3 separate regions of the Mus musculus genome follow, and all the other regions are linked to region 1. The links are chromatin contacts, called in public HiChIP or PLAC-seq maps. All regions are on one chromosome and are shown on one strand. Each heading gives the region's core, a stretch centred on a gene start, on an enhancer-like site or on the middle of the called end of the contact. The rest is flanking DNA. Distances are from core to core; before and after follow the strand shown. Region 1 holds the start of Fam83f (family with sequence similarity 83, member F). Region 2 overlaps Tab1 (TGF-beta activated kinase 1/MAP3K7 binding protein 1). Region 3 holds the start of Sgsm3 (small G protein signaling modulator 3).

Region 1 (3,451 bases), core at 472-2,971:
TTAGGTAACAACAGTGGACCCAAGCCTCTAGTTGCACATTCTGATCTGGGCATCAAAGGTTGTTGGCGTTGCTTAATAAATCCCAGTGGCCTGGGGGTGGGGGATGCTTGCCCTCAACCCTGACTACCTGCATTCAACTTTAAGAACCCACATACATGGTAGCAGGAGAGAACAGACTCCCCAAAGATGTCCTTTGACATCCATATGTGCCAGGACACCCCAAACACAATACATGCATGGGATAAAAGTATGTCTATCACCTCTCAGTCTTTAGAAGGTAAAATAATATCTGTCCCATTAAATCTGAATTTAGGTAAATGAAAAGTCACTTTTAGCATCAATGCAGCCGCCGTGCAGCTTATTTGGAATAAAAAGATACAAAAAGACCTATTTGAAGTTTGAATTTAATGCAATAGCCCACATTTTATCTGGAAACTACCCAAGTACCCAAGGGCACAGAGGAAAAGATTAGTCTTTCACCTACCCCACAGCCAGCTGTCCAACTGGTATTCTAACCAGGCTCCTTGGAAACATCTCTCAACACCCAAGCAGAGCAGATGGGCAAAGTAGGAGCCTCTTCCTGAGCTTGGTCCAGTGCTTTGTGGGAGCACCCAACACTGGGCCAAGCCACTGCTAGAGCTTAAAATAGCGTTCCTCATTCATTTGAGCCTGCTTGGGCTCTAGTGCCAAGCCCAGGAGAGGATGATAATGGGAAAGTCGGGTTGTTTGGGGGAGAAAGGCTCCTAAGAAAAGCTCATCTGGCCCAGAGGGGAAGGGAGGCTATTACCAACTTCATGCGATTGTGAAGATCAAATAGGGAAACGGCCGAGGATACGCCTTGTAAATAAATCCCTGGTGATAGTTCATGATCAAGCCCTTTGAGTGGCTAGTTTAGCACAGGGCCTCACAACTGTCACACTGCCCAAGGAAGATGGATGGTGACAGAGGTATACCAACACAAGGCTAGCGCACCTAGACACTGTAGTAAGAAAAACCAGTGCTTTGCCACGAACTTACACATCCATCTTTCAAAAGGTCTCATCACAGCTGCACAAGGTGAGCGCCAGCGGGGGTCCATTTCCCAGAGGATGGTGAGAGTGGCCCGCAAGTGAGACCAGGCAGGGGAGTGTGTGTGTGTGTGGGGGGTCCCTCTGGTGCAGGACTGGGGCCCGAGGCCTACCTTCTGGGCCTGCTGGATCATCTGCCTGACCACCTGCTTCAGGTGCGGTGCCTTCTCTTCTTTGGGCGGGTGGGTGAAGAGCGTGACTCGGCTCACACCGCGGTAGAAGTTGGTGTCTGTCCACCCCAGGTCCAGTGGGGGCACTTCGGTGTCCGAGCGGTCTGGCCAGTAGGCCAGGGACTCAGTGGGCTGGGCCGGGACCTTGGCCTTGGCCTTAGCCTTGGCACGGGTGCTGGAGACTGCCTCCTCGTAGGGGCTCCAGGCGGCGCAGAGGGCCTGGCGCTCCTGGCTGGAGAGGAAGTCCCGCAGCCGCTCCTTCTTGACCAGTTCGCGGTAGGCCTGCTCGCCTCCACCCAGCAGCGCCTCCAGCGCGGCCCGCCGCCTCTCGCAGTAGTAGAAAGCTGCATGTGCCTCGGTCACCCTCTCGTTCACGTGCGCCTCGTCCAGGCAGCTCAGTTGGGACTCGGCCATGGCGCCCCAGCCCTGTCCCGGGGCCCCAGGCTCGGACCCTGCTGTCCCCACCGCCGCACCTGGAGCGCTCGAGGGGCGGGGCGCCTCACCTGGCCGCGAGGTCCGCCTCGGCCCGCCCAGCGATCGCCAGTCGGCCAATCGGCGCGGGCCCCGGTGCGGGCGCGGCCGTCGGGCGGAGAGGGACCGCCGCCTCTGCAGGGCTTGCGGGGACCTCACGGGCGGCTCAGCCGACGCCCTGCGTCTCTGGCCTACTTAGCCCGGCTGGGGTGCAGAGTGTCGGCGTGGAAGTGAAAGCCCGGCTGTGGTCAGAGGCACGTGCGGCCTTTGAGTCACGCCCGCCTCCCAGCTGCGACCCATCAGTGCAGGGAAGGTCGGCGACCTGACCCCTTTACGCCTCCAGCACCCTCGGGACTCAGCCCCGCGGGTACAGCCTCATCTTCCCGCAGGCAGGGCCCAGAGCACGTGTTCTAGTCCGGACGCCTGCGGAATTTAGTAGCATCCTGACCCACTCCGGCCTTCAGGGTCCAAGTGTGTGTGCTGTTGGGCTAGATCGTCGGACTGTGTAGGGGGCAGTCTGTGTGGGAAAGCAAAGATGCTAATGAAATCCCTAGTTCTCCCGCCCACGCGTCCCAGTTCTGAGATCAGAGGCCTCCAGGGGCTGTCAATTCAACACCAACACCGTCACTACAAAATTTTTTTCTCCTAAAAGAATCACCCAAATAGCAAAGATGTAAGCAGGAGGCAGTGGATTTGCCCCTCATTTTAATTTGAAGTGGTGTGTGCGTGTGTTTGGGCCTGATAGGCTGCCAGAGGCCTGATTACTATATTAGCGATTCAAAATACATGTTTGAGCCCAAGGAAGGAAGCTGAGCACAGACACGCGCGTGCACACCACCACCATCACCACCAGAGGATCTGCTGTTTCCCATTGGATTAAATACAATCTTCTTAGTCATTAACATATTATTTTGTTCGTGTGCTGCTGTACAATTTTGATTCTCCACATTCAAAATATTTTCAGATCATAGCAACCAAAGGTTCACATTTCTCTCATTTTGTAGCACAGCGACTTGGAGCTGGAAGGAGCTTTAGAAATGAGTCCAACCCCCTCATTTCACAAACGAGGAAATTGAGGCCTAGAAATAAATGCTTTTCTATATCTCCCGAGAAAGGAGCGGCTAAGCAAAGGAACTGCTATGCTCTCTGCGGTGAGGGAGGTCCTTTCCCAACATGTGGCCTCCTTTGCTTGTTCTTATAAAGAAACAGAGGTTATTGGGGTTATTAGGGGTGTGTATGAAGGAGTCAATAGGCATCTCTCTCTCTCTCTCTCTCCCTCTCTCTCTCTCCTTCCTTCTATCTCTCTCTCACTCCTTCCTTCTCTCTCTCTCTCTCACTCCTTCTCTCTCACTCCTTCCTTCTCTCTCTCTCTCTCTCTCTCTCTCTCACTCCTTCCTTCTCTCTCTCTCTCTCTCTCTCTCCCCCTCCCTCCCTCCCTCCTCTGTGCTTGGGATAAAACTCAGGGCTTTGGAAAATTAGGAAAGGGCTCTTTCATTGATCTATACCCCACAGCCCCGTTGATGGTCTGGAGAAATGAGTGTTTAGATTGTCTGCAGGGATTGGAGACATGGTTAAGAGCACTGGATGCTTCCCAAAGGACGTGGGCCTATATGGTGGCACACAACCATCAATAGCTCAAGTCCCAGAGCATCTCTGACACTCTCTTCTGTTCTCTTCAGGCACTTGCTATGCATATGGTACATAGACATAACTGCAAACAAAACATCCATACACATAACAATT
Region 2 (3,451 bases), core at 334-2,833, 510 kb after region 1:
GGGGGCGAGGCAGGGGAGGGGCAAGGGCCCTGACCTGTGACCTAAGCCTCATGAAGTTACCACCCCACCCCATCCCTGGACTCACTCTCTGGAGAACAGAATACCACTGCCTTCTTTAGCTCAGACAGCAGGCTTGTGGCAAAACACATGTTCAGTGGGTGAGGGCAGTGATGTGTGCAGCTAGGAGGTCTGAGTTCAAATCCCAGCACTGCCACTTACCAGTCCGGAAAGCCTGGCTCCCAAACCTCCTGAGCAGAACAGGAGGCAGCCACCTTTTGGGTGCTTAAGTTACAGATAGACAAGATGACATCTTTACTGCATGAAGAACATGGTTCTATTTCTAGAGACCAAACAGCACCACATTCCTTGGGGAGGACCTCCTTTGTCCCATGTCCTTGTGCACCAGCTGAGAGCTGCTCACCTGCAGGGCACCTGCAGGGCAGAGGTGACTTCCTAGTGGAGAGCAGGAAGGCTTCTTCTTCCCATCACCCCAGGGCTTCTCCTCAGCATGGAGCCAGCAGCCTCGCTTTAGGGAAATGGAGTCTGAGAAGTGCTCTGAATTGGCCTTTGCCACCAGGCCACACTGGGCACCCTGCCCAGTAGCTGCACACAGTGGGGAAAGGGCTGCAGATTTAATCCTGATGGAAGGGCTCAGGTAAGAGGAGCACCCAGCCTTTCTCCTCTGAGCACAGGGGTGGCCACACTGCAGGCAGCTGTGGTAACCCTCCTGTCTGAAGGGAGAGATTCTGTGTGAACAGGTCCCAGTCAGGGCCTGACCAGCAGAGTCTTTTCCCTGCACGTCCGCATCACTGCACCTGATGTCCTTGGTCTTCTGGGTGAGCAAGACTCAACCTCGGCCCTCTCACAGCCGTATCCCACTCCTCTTTCGGCAGAGCCCGGAACCAAGCAGCCTCCTCATCAGCGTGAGGTCTGTTGCCTCAGCACCCCCTATCACTGGCTTCCCAGGACCCGCTGGGAGGAAGGCACTGGCTTCTGACTTGGCCTGCCTCACCCCAGGGCAGGATCTAGCAGAAGCAGAACTGCAGCTGCCTGGTGGGCCTGGCCTACTAACTGCACCCCATTGGGAAGCCAGCTCTCTGAGTTAGCTCAGCTGCCAGCTGGCTGACCTGCAGCCCAGGACTAGCATTCCTTGGCCAGCTCTCTCTGGTACTTCCTTGTCTTGCTCCTCTGTGGCTGTTAATAACCCCTCTGCTTCCCTGGACTTTTCCAGTGACATCCAGTGACAGGCACCCACTCCTGTTATTCGCTACTCTGGATCTAGGAGTTTGGGCTGAAAGGTGGAAAGGGGATAGCCACCCAGAGGTAACGGGCACTCGCAGAGGCCACAGCTCTTCCGGGGGAAGCTGAAGCAGGTGGAGGAGTCTTGAGGGAGCAGTGTCTGTCTGGCCTTTGGTAGCTGGGGTCCACAGGACGGCATCTTGCTAGTCTTTAAACGTGTCAGGAGGCACTCGTGATGGTTTGTAAGCTACCTGCAGCTTTCCCGCTTGGCCCTGTCTTAGGATGCCTGTGGTCTGGACTCCAGCCTCCTGTGTGGACCAGCAGCAATGCAGTCTGTACTCAGGCCACAGCCCAGGGCTGTGGTTGAACCTGCAGCACGTCATGACTCACTGCCCGAGGGTTCCATGGCCCCCGCAAAGGTCAGGAAGCTTGTCTTGCTTTGGCACTGGCCCTCTGTGTCTACACAAAGTTGTGCCCAGGCTGCACTCTGAGGCTAGACTAAGGTGCCGTCATCACGCTCTGCTCGCCGTGGTCCACGCTCCAGAGTCGGTAGAACTCAGCAAAGTCCACATAGGGCTCCACACGGCCATCCTCTCCGGGTGGAAGTGAGTGAGCCGGTCTGGAGCGGAAGAGGCCCCCGTCAGAGCTGGAGCTGCTGCTCTGGGTGTGCGTGTTGGTGGACTGCAGGGTCAGAGTGGGGCTCTGGCTACAGAAGAAGAGAGAGCAGTCAGTCTGGGGGAGCTGCATCAGGGGCCCTCAACTTCCCACCGGTGAAAAGAGCGGCCCTTTAGGCTCAGGCCTCTCTCTCTCTCCCCAGTATCCTACAGAAGTCAGCTGGGTGAGATGTTTTTAAAGACAGGCTGACCTAGGTGACAGAATAAGACTCAGCGCCAGGGGAGGAGATCTGTGAGGCTCGGGCAGTCAGGCTGAGAAGCGTGAAGCTTGCCTGCTTGGCTTTGTGGACACAGCTGCTGGTTTCCTGGGGAAGCCTGGTGGGGAGGGAGGGCTATGCTGATTGTGCTGGGGACAGCACACGGCTACCCAGGATGCCCAGATGTCTACCAGGCCCTTCCATCCACAGAGGTGGTGGCAGGAACAGCAGCAGCACAGACTTGGGGACAGATGGAGGCCCTCTAAAGAGGCAGAGGGAGAGGCAGAGGAAAACAGGGGCACTCCCTCCCTGCCAGCCCTTCTAATTGGCCACATCCGGCTAAGCTCTAAGTGGAGAGGGGCTGGGTGTGGCAGCTGTATTATTCCATCGGTGCAGGGCTGGAATGTGGAAACCAGATCCCCCCCTCCCCCGGAGAGGTGGGGTGGGAGCAAAGTACAAAGTCACAGAAGTACAGGGAGCGGTTGGACAAGAGACCTGTCAGGCAGGTCTGCACCATGCCCCTCCTCTCAGGCCATGACCTCCACCCCCAGTGCCCCTTACACTAGACAGCTGACAGCCATGGCATGCCACAGTGAGAGAGCAGCAGCTCTGACAACCCAGTACAGGCCAGGCAATGTCCCCAACTACAGATGCATGAAGCCAGTGGCCCTGGGTTACAAACTCCAAGACAGAAGAAAAACACGAGAGAAGCTGCCCATGGATGAAAGCTGAGACGTCAGTCAGCTGCCTTGCTTCTTTCTCGGGTCCCCTGTCCACCTTGCCCTGAATCTCCACTTGTCCCAGGTCCAGTTCAATACCTGCTAGAACCTGTGTCTAATAAGACTCCCTACCCAAAAGGTGAGGGTGGAGAATTGGAGGCCAAAGATCCAGAGTCCCCAGACCCCAGCCTCTCTCATCCTGCCCCACTGAGCCCTAGGATTTGGTTGCCCAGCTGTTTCTCTCCAGGTTCCCATGTCTGTCTCTAGAGTAGGATGGCTTACTTAGTGAGTGTGGGAGTGGCTTCGTCCAGAGTGGAGGCACTGTGAGAGCCGTTGACCATCTGGCCCTGAGAAGGCATGACGAGGGACAGAGTCACACTAGTCTTGCTGGTGCTCTGGGCACTTGAGTAGGGCACAGAAACAGGGTACACACGGCCCCCTGCAATAGGAGAGAGAGAGAGAGCAGGGGGGGAGGGGAATCAGTCGGAGGAAACCAAGGTAGTGGCCTCAAGGCTTCTCTTGAGTGACAAGGGCTATGTGAGGGCTGAGAGGCCCCTAAGCCCCACTGTGGCCCTCCACCCCTGGGGTGGCCCAGGGTAGATGTCCCTTGGTACGAGTATCT
Region 3 (3,451 bases), core at 262-2,761, 310 kb before region 1:
GTCAGAGAAACAGAAAGATCACTGAAGACCAGCCTAGTCTACACAGAAAGCTTCGGGCTAGCCAGGGACAAACAACACCAGCAACAATCAGGGGTGGAGCCATAGCTCTACGGTTAAGAATGAATACTGCTCTAGCAGAGAAGTCAAATTTGGTTCTCAGAACCCATAACAATCTCACCGCTGTTCTAACTCCTGGGGATCTAAAGCCATCTTCTGACCTTTGCAGGTCATGCACTCATGAACACACACACATTTAAAAAAATTAAATTTTAAAAGTTTAAAACCAATCAACCAATCAACCAAAAAACCAAGATGAGATAATGATGAAGAAGCTACATTAAGGATTTGGGGACAGCTCAGTAGTGGAGGGAGGCCCTGGGTTCCATATGGAATAATCAACAACAACAGTAGCAGCAGCAGCAGCACACACATAGGTCACGGGGAACAGAGTATGGGAAACTGATCATTAATGCTTGGAGTCAGAAGAAAGCTGGAGGCTAACAGAGGGCTTAAGGGGGAAAAGAACCAGGAACTGTGCGTGCCTGAAAACTCAGTCACCAGCACAGTCAGAAAAGCTACAAAGAAAAAAAGATGAAACTGAAAAGTAGTCCGGTTGAAGATGTGAATTTGGAGGCTTGAGAGCGCACACCTTCAGTTCGGCACTTGGAAAGCAGAAGCAGGCAGAGCTCGGAGTCTGAGGCCAGCCTGGGCTACAAACATGAATTTACCTAGAAAGATTTCTTTTAAGGAACCGGATAGACAGACAGACAGACAGACAGACAGATAATACCCACTCCCCTGTCATCTCTAAAAACTCACCACCAACACCAACAAAAACCTAAACAAAAACAAAAACAAACCCACCATAGCCCATCATAAATTTCCTATGCATCATGAGACGGGAAGACACGGCACAATCTGTCACTGACAAGGAAACTTTAAAGCATCTGTATTTCCTATTACTGCCCTATGAAAGCAGTCGGGACCCACACCTAAATCTCAGGGTAATTTCAGGACCTCTAACCGGAAGCACACGAGGCGACCCCTGCCTACACGTCCGCCTCAGTTTCCCCGCTGCTAACACTCGGCCTAGGCACTGAACCCGAGTCTTCCAGGGGAACAGCTAAGTCGGCTCTGAGGGAGAGTTGCCACCTGCCGAGACGCCCGCCGCTGCGTCAGGCGCAGTTCCTCCGGGTCGCCGGGAGCCGCCGGAGGGGGTGGGTCTGTCACTGTCACGCGCGTCCCGGGTCGCCGTGGGAGCAGCCACGCCGCGGCGGCTCGCCGCCCCCGCCTGAGGCGGCGCCTTCCCCGCCGCCTTCCCCTCAGCCCGTACCCCGCGGCCTCCACTCAAGAGGCAGGTGAGCGTCCCCCTCGCCGGCCCGGAGACTCGGAGACTCGCGCACCGCTCACCTGTCTCGCGGCCACCTCAGCACCTCGGCAGGTCAGGCTAGCAGCTGCCTCCTAGTCGGCGCGCACTGCTGCCCTTCTGCGCACGCGCGGGCCGCAGAGCCGGTGGCCGTGGGGCATGCTGGGGGCTGTAGTTTCGCGGGAAGACTGGCCCATCCCAGGTTCCAGGCGTCCTTTAGAGGTAGGTACCCCAGGCACCCGGTCTGTGATGCAAGCAACTCGTGGTTGTTTGGGAGCAGTCAGGATGGAGTCAGTGCACAAGTCCAGAAACTGGTCTTCTCTTTCAGGCTCACAGAGCTGGCTTCTAGACCAGATTAATCTAGTTTTCCATCAGTCACAGGCCCTGGGGAAAGCAGTAATTGATTGAGGTCATGACTAAGAAGGAAGCGGTGTGTGGAACCTGAGCACCTGCTTTTGAGTCACTCGTAACATTTTGCGCATCCATAAAAACCCGGAACTTACGGTTTCCGTGAGAACTCAATGTGTATGGAAAACGTTTAAACACAGCACCAAAGAACAATCCAGAAAGATGGCAGCTGACACTGTCACTGCTGGCAAGGAATCTAATCTGAACCCGCCCCCCCCCCCTCCCTCATTTCAGAAAGGCTATCAACAGCATTAAAGGGACATCTCAGCCAAATCTGAAAAGACACTGACTGCGACCAACACCGGTTTGAAGTGTTGGTTCGTACTTGTGCCCAGGTCAATGAAGCAAACTCTACAAACCGCAAGGTGGACTCAGTCATGACCTGGCCGTACAATAAACAGCTTACAAAGCACATTAGCAGGTTTTTCACATCACCCAAGCACAGGAATGGGCTGAATGCAGAATGAATGTTATTCTCATTTGTTTCAAAAATTCCTTCCCTGAGAGACTTAAATATTTACCAGATCCTTATAAGGTGCCAATGACGAATCGAAGTACGATCTCAGCAAAGTTCAACCTGGAGAGCCAATGAATCTGTTAGGCTTACTTACAGAGCATAGATGATAGATTGCATACAGGAGCATGGGTAACATGCAGCCATACTGCCGTCTTCACCCGAAATGGAATATGGCTTCCCCACAGCTCAGGAGGACATGGAGCCCCTGAAGCATATATGACCCGGCGCATCCAGAGATTTTTGAGGTCATGTGCAATTAGGGTAGAACTGCCTCCAATGGCTGTGAGGAGCAGCTGTAATCTCAAGTCTGGGGTGGGAAGGGGCAGACAGTTGCCCTCTTCAGTCCCTCCTTCTATGAGGGAACGCCAACAGTCAAAAAAGCCCCACGGTGGTGACTGCTAGCAAACAGGCACGGCTGACTTTCTGACGGAAGTGTTTAGAGAAGGACCCGGATGGAAATAACAGGAGCTAGGAAGTGGTAACATGGAATCTGTGTTGATTACCTAAGTAGTCTGTTTGTCTTTTCAGTCACAGCACCCTTTTAATTTGTGTGACTCATCCCCAGCACACACATTAAAAATTGAAAGATGCATGTGTTTTATTGTATGTGTATTAGTGCTTTGCCCACATGAGTATACATGTACCATGGTGCCTGGCGCTTGAGGAGGCTAGAACTGGAGTTACAGATGGTCCTGAGTCACCACGTGGAAGCTGGGATTGAACTCAGGTCCTCTGTTAAAGCAACAAGTGCTCTTAATCACTAAATCACTGAGCCAACTCTAGCCCCTCAGTTTTTGCGTGTGGTTTTTGTTTTTTTGATTTTTGTTTGTTTTTGTTGTTGTTGTTGTTTGTTTGTTTGTTTGTTTGTTTGTTTTCGAGACAGGGTTTCTCTGTGTAGCCCTGGCTGTCCTGGAACTCACTTTGTAGACCAGGCTGGTCTCGAACTCAGAAATCCACCTGCCTCTGCCTCCCAAGTGCTGGGATTAATGGTGTGTGCCACCACTGCCCGGCTCAGTTTTCATGTTTTAACATGGTCTCTTCACATACCTTTTGCTGACCTGGAGTTCCCTGTGTAAAGCAGGGTGGCCTCAAACTCCCAGAGATTGTTTGCCTTTGCCTTCTAAGTTGCTGAGGTTAAGGGGGTGTGCCATCAAGTCTGC

Evidence for each region. HiChIP or PLAC-seq counts read pairs in DNA pulled down with a chosen protein or histone mark.
Region 2: a contact with region 1 is called in an HNF4G HiChIP or PLAC-seq map of pancreatic cancer cells. The contact joins the enhancer-like site here to the promoter of Fam83f in region 1. A contact is called at or near these places in 4 of 39 promoter capture datasets (the C10 cell line, HPC-7-derived erythroid cells and liver), 1 of 115 datasets of contacts at active chromatin or transcription factors (pancreatic cancer cells) and 2 of 9 other capture datasets (adipose tissue and embryonic stem cells).
Region 3: a contact with region 1 is called in a FOXA1 HiChIP or PLAC-seq map of pancreatic cancer cells. The contact joins the promoter of Sgsm3 here to the promoter of Fam83f in region 1. A contact is called at or near these places in 3 of 39 promoter capture datasets (erythroid cells, fetal liver and stem cell-derived epiblast-like cells) and 1 of 115 datasets of contacts at active chromatin or transcription factors (pancreatic cancer cells).

Annotation. Positions count from the first base shown.
Region 1 is chr15:80,670,117-80,673,567 of GRCm38.p6, reverse strand. Fam83f (family with sequence similarity 83, member F) reads right to left here and starts at 1,721. Exons shown (of 5, transcript NM_145986.2): 1 at 1,181-1,721. The coding sequence starts at 1,651.
Region 2 is chr15:80,158,568-80,162,018 of GRCm38.p6, reverse strand. Tab1 (TGF-beta activated kinase 1/MAP3K7 binding protein 1) reads right to left here. Exons shown (of 11, transcript NM_025609.3): 10 at 3,112-3,268; 11 at 312-1,945. The coding sequence ends at 1,738. Among named protein-coding and RNA genes, the nearest start is that of Gm31253, 12 kb to the right of the region's middle. Within about 2 kb of position 1,583, at least 150 of the 459 cell types and tissues checked have an H3K27ac peak or open chromatin away from gene starts, as enhancers often do. A contact at or near this core is called in adipose tissue, embryonic stem cells and pancreatic cancer cells, where this site is marked.
Region 3 is chr15:80,975,825-80,979,275 of GRCm38.p6, reverse strand. It overlaps Sgsm3 (small G protein signaling modulator 3), which reads right to left and starts at 1,511. Exons shown (of 22, transcript NM_134091.2): 1 at 1,411-1,511.